3 separate regions of the Mus musculus genome follow, and regions 1 and 2 are each linked to region 3. A link is a contact called in public HiChIP or PLAC-seq data. All regions are on one chromosome and are shown on one strand. Each heading gives the region's core, a stretch centred on a gene start, on an enhancer-like site or on the middle of the called end of the contact. The rest is flanking DNA. Distances are from core to core; before and after follow the strand shown. Region 1 has its middle 13 kb from the start of Fzd9. Region 2 overlaps Stx1a (syntaxin 1A (brain)). Region 3 holds the start of Bcl7b (B cell CLL/lymphoma 7B).

Region 1 (2,700 bases), core at 65-2,564, 96 kb after region 3:
GAGGCCAGCCTGGTCTACAGAGCAAGTTCCAGGACAGTCAGGGCTACACTAAGAAACCCTGTCTTGAAAAAAAATAATTAAAAATAAAATTAAAAAATAAAGATGATGGCGCTGGAGAGATGGCTCAGTTGTTAAGAGCACTGGCTGCTTTTCCAGAGGACCGAAGTTCGATTCCCAGCACCCGCATGGCAGCTCATAACTGTCTGTAATTCCAGTTCCAGGGGACCCAACACCCTCACACAGACATTCATGTAGGCCAAACAACAAATGTACATATATATATATACATATACATATATACATATACATATATATATATATATAGAGAGAGAGAGAGAGAGAGAGAGAGAAAAGAAAGAAAGAAAGAAAGAAAGAGAGAGAGAGAGAGAGAGAGAGAGAGAGAGAGAGAGAGAGAGAGAGAGAAACTCAAGATGACATTATCAGAGCCATATTTAGGTCGGGAAGTGTCTCGGTTGGTGCCATGCTTGCCTGACATAACAATGTCCTGGGGTCTGTACTTCGGTACTGCCAGCACTCGGGGTGGAGGCAGGGGATCAGAATTTCAGTGTCATCTTTGACTATGTAGCAAGCAGGAGGACAATCTGAGCTACATGAGACTCTGTCTCAAAAAAAAAAAAAAAAAAAAAGACGAAACCAGAGATCTCAGAGTCCAGAAAGAGAGAGTGAGCTTGCTGTCAGCAAGGCACAGAGGTGCACAGCAGGAGCCAAAGAAATGGACTGCGATCTAATGCACAGGATGCCCTGAACTGCATGCATGCCCAAAGGAATGAAGGAAGGAACGCATGCATAAGTATATGAACGAATGTATGAACAAACATATACGAAAATGCATGCATGAATGTGCCTAAGTGAAGGAATGAAGTTATGGATAAACAGATGAATGAATGCGTGGATGAATGGCGGGATCGGTCACAGACACTGGCTTGTCAGGAAAGAATACTCTATGGTTGAGAGTAGTCAGTATTCTCCAAGCCTCTTCACGATGACCACAGCACTGTCCAGCCTCCAGCCTCTGATGTGGACGGAAAGAACTACCCGAGATTGGTGAGATACGGGCAAGATGCTAGGCAGGACTGAACCCAGGCTAAACATGGTAAGTGTCCGGTTATGGCTCCCGAGGCTTCCCTCCACCCTGGGCTCACAGGTCAGTGGCTGGGAATCTTTCTGATCCCTGAATCCTTTGTTGCCCCTCCCTCAGCCTCGGTCCCTCCCAAGCGGTATCATGCGAGCAGCCCTCCGTCCCTCCCCACACAGAAGCCCTTTCACAGGGCTGGCTCTGAACGCTGGCAGCTCAGGTCCACGCCTCCTTCCTGCCCGGGCCCCCATGCTGCCTCCTGTCCCCAGGCTCCTGTGGCTGGCCCAGGGTGGGGAACTCGGGCAGGGAACACAATGTGGCTCCTTGTTCCCTCGCTCAGCCTGCTGGAATTGGCCCATTTCCTGCCTGGGCCTTGGGGCCTTTTCCAAGGTAAATAAACAAATACAGAGAAGTCGGGGCCTTGGGTGGAGAAAGGGGTGTTGGGGTTTTCCTACCCCTGGCACCCCACGGGCTGGGTCTTTATTCTCGGAGGGTCTTTGACTTCTGGGAAGACAAGCTCTTCTTGAAGATTTGGGTGCTCTGCCTTGGGTACCCAACCCCGCCCCCACCCCTTTTCAAGTGCTGCCCCAAGAGAGGAAGCCGGGGCCTGGGCAGGGGGCAAAACCAACTGACAGGCTCTCCGGAAAAGGGATCTGGGGTGCATGGTAAGCCCTGTGTTGCTGCGCGCCTGCTTGGCGTTGATTTCAGGAAGGAAATGACTGCCATCCAGCATTGGATATGGGCTCCTCCCATGGGGCACTTCCTGGAGAGCCTTGACACCTGGTCCCCAGCTCTGACGTGGTTCAGTTGCTTGCTGTCCTCTGGATTCGGTTTCCATGACTTCAAAATGGGGGCATTTCCGCTTTCAGAGTGGCTGGTTGGTTGCAGAATGCAGGCACTCAGCTGGCCCCATGGATTTGGGTGTGGGACACCCTACACCTGCTCTTAAGGAACTTCCAAGTGGGACTTGATTTTCTTGTGAAAAAAAAAAAATGAGAAGAACCTGAATGGACGCAGGCACCTGTCACCTAGCATTTCAGAGGCTGAGAAAGGAGGACGAGCCAGCCTGGTCTACCCGGAAAAAAACTGACCAAAAGAAAGAAAAAGAAGAAGGAAAAAAAGCGAGAGCGCCAGGGTCTAGCTTACACGGCAGAGTTCTTGCCTAACATGCACAAAGCCATCACTAGGTTTGAACCCATCACTACATAAACTAGACATAATGAAACACACCTACAAGCTTTGGAGACAGAGGCAGGGGGATTGAGAATTCACGGTCATTCTTGTCTAATTGGAGGTTTAAGGTCAGCCTGGGCCACACGGGGCTCAGTGTTAAACTGATGATGGTCACTATGATGGTCTTGAGGAGAGTGCAGAAGTCAGTCAGCTCCTCCCTCCAGGACTCAGGGGTCAGGCTCTCCTGTCACCCTCTCTGTCCTGTGGGTCCCAGCTGGGCCTGCTATGGCCTGTAAGTGTAAGAGGGCCATGGGGGGACAAAGCACCTTCATACTTCTCTCTCTCTCTCTCTGTCTCTCTCTCTCTCTCTCTCTCTCTCTGTCTCTCTCTCTGTCTCTCTCTCTCTGTCTCTATCCCTGTCTCTCTGCCCT
Region 2 (2,700 bases), core at 198-2,697, 120 kb before region 3:
AAGCACAGCTTGTGGTGCACCCACTCACACCCTGCCACTGCCTGGCATTGTCCATTTCCTAGGGTCACAGCTGGCCACCCTCTGCATGGTCCTCAACCTTGTCTGAGACTGCATGGCCAATGCCACACCCCGGGATGGCTGCTGTTTGGGACCGGTGGGAGCTGCCCCTAGCTGTCTTGTCCTCAGGACGCCTGGCCTGGTGGCACAGGTGAGAGGCTGCATGCCCTCCTCCCACAGCTCCTCTCTCTCTTTCTGACTTCAGGAGACTTTCCTGAACCCCTACCCTGCACTCCCTCCTGGTCCTGAGGAGGGACGCCTGGACCTTGGGTACCCCCGGTCCTGCAGGGGGAGATGATTGACAGGATCGAGTACAATGTGGAGCACGCCGTGGACTACGTGGAGAGGGCCGTGTCAGACACCAAGAAGGCCGTCAAGTACCAGAGCAAGGCGCGCAGGGTCAGTGGCCAGCTCTGCTTAAGCCCATGCCCCAGAGAGCCCCCAGACCAGGGGATCCTCCTCCCCCACCTGCTCGGCCTGTTTTCACAAGCTCCAACCATAGCCTCCACTTCTTCATCAACAATCCGTTCTAGGCCATCCCCATTCCTAGTCCTGACCCTCCAGAACCCAGCCCCCATTTTACTGATTTTTGCTCGTTTTCTTTGTTTTGTTTTAATTTGTTCTATATTGAGGCTCACTATTGGGAATGGAACCTAGGACCTAGCAAATGCTAGACAAAAGCTCTACCCCAGCCACGCCCCCAGCCCCTCCCCAGGGGATTCTAGGCAGGGGCTCTACCACTGAGCCACGCCCCCAGCTCCTCCCTGGGGAATTCTAGGCAGGAGCTCTACCACTGAGCCACGCCCCCAGCCCCTCACTGGAGGATTCTAGGCAGGTTCTACCACTGAGCCACACCCCCAGCCCCTCCCTGGGGAATTCTAGGCAGGAGCTCTACCACTGAGCCACGCCCCCAGCCCCTCCCTGGGGCATTCTAGGCAGGGGTTCTACCACTGAGCCACGCCCCCAGCCCCTCCCTGGGGCATTCTAGGCAGGGGTTCTACCACTGAGCCACGCCCCCAGCCCCTCCCTGGGGGATTCTAGGCAGGGGCTCTACCCTCACTGTACCCACCCCCCCCCCCCCCCACCTGCTCTTCTGAGGCCTGCCTTTTGTGTCCCTGTAGAAGAAGATCATGATCATCATTTGCTGTGTGATTCTGGGCATCATCATCGCCTCCACCATCGGGGGCATCTTTGGATAGAAACCACCCCACCCACTGCTCCATTCTGGATGGGTCTCCCTGAGGAGGCCCCTGGCTGCTGCACCTAGCTGGGTTGCCCTCCCCACTCCTGCCTTCTGGCTGGGAGTCCTTTTCCCTCCCATCCCACACTGCTCCCTCTCTGCCATGAGGCTCCCGTCCCCACCACCCTGCCCCAAGCCGTGTCGTGTGCATGATCTTGTGACAGTGTGTGTCTGTACAGGAGGCAGAGTCGGGAGCAGGATTGGGAACAGCCAGAGTGGCTGGGTACAGGCCAGTGCGGGGCAAGACTCGGGCCCTGGCCAGGTCTGCCTTTCTTCAGCCTGGGGTCTACACTTCCCTGGGACTCAGGCTCCTTTCTGGACCCCAACCTTGCCCTCACTTGTCCCGTCCTCTGGCTTCTCCAGCTCTTCCCACCATGCCAAGGCACCTGGAAGGTGGGGACCAGCTGGTCACATGGTGCTGCTTTTCAGGTTAGGGGTGGGGATAGCTCAGCACTGAGTCTTTGTTAGCTGCCCCTTGCCCGGAGGCTCAGGGTGCCACGGCTGCGGGTGTTAGGAGCACCTAGTACCCTCTCTTTGGGCAAAGCCTGACAGTGTCTCTGGCCCTGGGAGTCATGTTCCTGGGCTGGGCCTGAGCCTAGTGACCCTTTACTAAGAAGCTTAGTGGTGTCATCTCCAGCCTTGCTTTGAGTTGGAGGGATGGAGCAGGCCATAGTCCTAACAGGCATGGTAAGTTGTGGCCAGAGTTGCATGTTGGGGACAGCAGTTCCCTGCGCCCTTTATGCTCTGAAAGCCAGGTGTCACTTTGGGCCTGTAGTCTCACCCTGCCCCGTCTCCCATTGATGTGCCACGTGGTATCAGGTGTACTGGATGCAGTATTCAGCAGCCAGCTGGGGAGGGGGCTCCCCACTTCCCCCCTTGCCATCTTGGGGCTTCTCAGAGTCAAAACTGTACCCCCTGCCCCAGGACCCCTTTCTCGCCCACAGGCAAGGAGTATGCATGCGAGTGCATGCAGCGGGAGCTGGGGCCGTGTCTGTGTGCCCCCTTTCCCTCAGCTTTGCTCCTGCCCAGTGACTGTGACCACTGTCCGTGCTGCCTTCTCACGGCCACCTCCCTTTACCCCTTCACCAAAGGTCTTGGTACAACCAGCTGCCCATTTTGTGAGATTTTTATGTAGAATAAACATTTGTATCTGTAGTGAGCCTCTGTTTGGAACATCTTTTCCACCTGCAGTATAGGAGACGTGGGATCAACCACGGAGGTGCTGATGGGGAAGAGGCTCAGAGATGAAGGATCCCTCCCTCCTCGATACACAGGCTTTCATTTGCCTCAGGGTAATCAGTGGTTAACATCTGGGCTTTTGAGACGTGCCCAGAACCTCACATCCTTACCTAGGGGAAGCCAAAGCCCTTGTTTGTCAAAGGCAAGGTTCCAGATGTCTCGTC
Region 3 (2,700 bases), core at 191-2,690:
CCAGCAAACATGTTCAGCTGGAAGGCTGAGAGTCATGAATCAGAAGCTTCGCCAAGTTCAGGATAAGTTACACAGTCACTGGGAGACACACTCCTCTCCCTCTTCTTTGACGGGGTCTCATGCAGCCTTAAACTGGCCTCAAACTTTAAACGCAGTCAAGGATGACCTTGAACTCTTGGTTTTCCTGGAACTGCAAGTAAACCTCAAAGTTGATTCAAACAAGTCCCTCTGGGCATGCAACGTCAGCTGTGGGTCACCTCCTCCTTCTATTGGGTCTGTTATCACTGCTTTTCACTCCCCTCTTTCTTTTCTCTTTTTGTCCTTCCTCAACCCCCCAGAGAAAACCTCTGCATATCCCTGGTTGTCCTGGAATTCACTCTGTAGACCAGGCTGGCCTTGAACTCAGAAATCCACCTGCCTCTTCCGCCAGAGTGCTGGGATAAATGTGTTCATCACAGTCCCTGGTCCAGAAGTTCTTTCAAAAGAGAAATATTTATGTCCTCAGTACTTGGTCCAATGCACAGAACACAGGCAATGTTTTATCCAGAACTGAATTCCCTGACAGTGAAGTGGAATGCTAAAAGTATGAGCCAGGTGCAAAATACTCAGGAAGAGCCGCAGTGTGACCTGGATGTTGGAAAAGTAGTTGATTCAATCAGAAGAAATTTCCAGGTGGGTAGCTGAGAATTCGAAGACCAGAAGTCAAAATGAAGGAAGGTGTGATAATGACTCCGGAACACAGCTATTTAGACAATGATGACACAGATCTCCTTTTAGGTGAACATGCAGCGCATAAATAATTCCTTGAAGGGTCAGGGGTCATGGGGGATTAAAGGACTTGATAACAGCCTAAAACTCACTAGTGAAAACCAACTTCTACAAATTGTCCTCTGTGCCATATACATGTAAAGAAAAAAAAAAAAAAGAAAGAAAGAAAGAAAAAGAAAAGAAAAAAAGAAAATTCCAACCCCTTTGACCCCAGCACTTGGGAGGCAGAGGCTGGTAGATCTCTGAGTTCAAGGCCAGCCTGGTCTATAGAGTGAGTTGCAGGACAGCCAGGGCTACACAGAGAAGGAAACCCTGTCTCGGAAAAGCAAAATGAAATAAAATTTTCCGGTCAAATGCCATGGCACAGAGCACCGGAGAGGCAGAATCAGGTGGTTGTGAATTCGAGGTTGGCCTGGTCTACAGTATTGAAAATTCCCGGGCATGCATTGAAGCAGCAGGTAGGGAAAGTGGTGACTTGGAAACCTCATCCCACCACCACCCTCGCAGCCTCGCCTGGCCCACACCACGTGCGGACGACGATGGGCTCAGCCTGGCAGCAAGAGGGCAAAGGGTCTCTGGAGGCGCACAGCAGGGACGCCCCCGGGCGGGTGCGCAAGCGCGCTGAGGCCTTGAGGGCCCAAGGGGCGGGCGGGTGCGCGCGCTCCCTCGCGCACGCGCGCACGGAGGGGGGGCGACGGCCGCGGTGACGTGCTGCGGTGGCAGCGGGTGGACGGCGACGCGTGAGGCGCGTGATATCCCGCGTCTTGGGAGCACTGTCCCGGCCCCCAGCCACTCCCCGCCGCCGCCATGTCCGGCCGTTCGGTCCGGGCCGAGACCCGTAGCCGGGCTAAAGATGACATCAAGAAGGTGATGGCGGCCATCGAGAAAGTGCGGAAATGGTGAGGGGCGGGAGCGGAGGGGTTGCTGACGTGGGGTTGCGGGAAAGCCGGCGCGGAGGCTCGCCATACAGGAACAGGCAGGATGGGAACCAAGAGGCCGGCCCTGGGGGGAGGGGGCCGGAGCCAAAAAGCGAAAGGAGGGCGCGCCGGTATCGGCGTGAATTCAGAGTCCGCGTTCCCTGTAGCCAATCAGAAAGACGGTCGGCTCATGGCCCCTCCCATAGCTGTCATTAGCCGCTTCCGGCCGCTCTGCCTGGGGCGGGGCCTGGCGCTGCACAGTTGCACTTCCGGTGGAGACCTCGCGGAAATGCTGCTTGGCGGCTCCGGGTTCGGTTTCCGCTCCTGCGCAGCACAAGTGTCCGGTGATGTCCGTTGTTGCCGACTATTATACGATATAAGTGGTCGAAATTAAGCGGAAGTTTGTAAACATGGCACTTTTGGAACAGAAATTCCTGATATCTTGGATCCTTAGCCAGCCCACTCGCCATAGGTTTGCTCTTGGCGACCAAGGTACCCTGACCCTGCAAATGTTTATTGCAAACCCAGAACAATTAGCGAACAATTTAGGTCAGGATTTTATTGCTTTAAATTGTTCTGAACCAAGCCTCTGAGCCATTCACTTCACTTAACGATTTGTAATTTCCTTACTGTTTTTTGACCGGAGCTCCCTGAGGACCGCAGGCTGGCTTTAGGCTGGCAGTGATTCTTCTGCCTCAGTTTACCCAGTAGCTAAGAGGCCGCGAGAGTGGTTTGTTTGTTTTTGAATCAGTGTCCCCAATCCTTTGGCTGTCCTGGAACTCTCTTTGTAGGCCAGGGTGGCCTTGAACTCTCAAAGACCCACCTGTCTGTGTTTCCCAAGTGTTGGAAAATGTCTGCATCTTATGGCATTCCTCTGTTCCTATGTAATTCTCAAGTCTCTACCCCCTTTTGTTTTTTATTGGTAAGGAAAAGTATGTAGGCTAGAAAAATGGCTCAATGGTCAAAAGCACCTGGCTGCTCTTCCACCACATGGCCCCTAACAGCTCTTCTCCAG

Evidence for each region. HiChIP or PLAC-seq counts read pairs in DNA pulled down with a chosen protein or histone mark.
Region 1: a contact with region 3 is called in an H3K27ac HiChIP or PLAC-seq map of the HPC-7 cell line, with 4 times the contacts expected there. The contact joins the enhancer-like site here to the promoter of Bcl7b in region 3. A contact is called at or near these places in 2 of 484 Hi-C or Micro-C datasets (embryonic stem cells and muscle stem cells), 5 of 115 datasets of contacts at active chromatin or transcription factors (the HPC-7 cell line, embryonic stem cells and extraembryonic endoderm stem cells) and 3 of 9 other capture datasets (adipose tissue, liver and pancreatic islet).
Region 2: a contact with region 3 is called in an H3K27ac HiChIP or PLAC-seq map of embryonic stem cells, with 6 read pairs. The contact joins the enhancer-like site here to the promoter of Bcl7b in region 3. A contact is called at or near these places in 2 of 39 promoter capture datasets (cranial neural crest and second pharyngeal arch cranial neural crest), 1 of 484 Hi-C or Micro-C datasets (embryonic stem cells), 7 of 115 datasets of contacts at active chromatin or transcription factors (bone marrow-derived macrophages, craniofacial prominence, double positive thymocytes and 2 more) and 2 of 9 other capture datasets (adipose tissue and pancreatic islet).

The regions. Positions count from the first base shown.
Region 1 is chr5:135,262,942-135,265,641 of GRCm38.p6, forward strand. No RefSeq gene overlaps it. Among named protein-coding and RNA genes, the nearest start is that of Fzd9, 13 kb to the left of the region's middle. Within about 2 kb of position 1,315, at least 187 of the 459 cell types and tissues checked have an H3K27ac peak or open chromatin away from gene starts, as enhancers often do. A contact at or near this core is called in the HPC-7 cell line, where this site is marked.
Region 2 is chr5:135,048,649-135,051,348 of GRCm38.p6, forward strand. It overlaps Stx1a (syntaxin 1A (brain)), which reads left to right. Exons shown (of 10, transcript NM_016801.4): 9 at 346-456; 10 at 1,179-2,452. The coding sequence ends at 1,256. Among named protein-coding and RNA genes, the nearest start is that of Dnajc30, 14 kb to the right of the region's middle. Within about 2 kb of position 1,448, at least 9 of the 459 cell types and tissues checked have an H3K27ac peak or open chromatin away from gene starts, as enhancers often do. A contact at or near this core is called in embryonic stem cells, where this site is marked.
Region 3 is chr5:135,166,932-135,169,631 of GRCm38.p6, forward strand. Bcl7b (B cell CLL/lymphoma 7B) reads left to right here and starts at 1,441. Exons shown (of 6, transcript NM_009745.2): 1 at 1,441-1,667. The coding sequence starts at 1,576.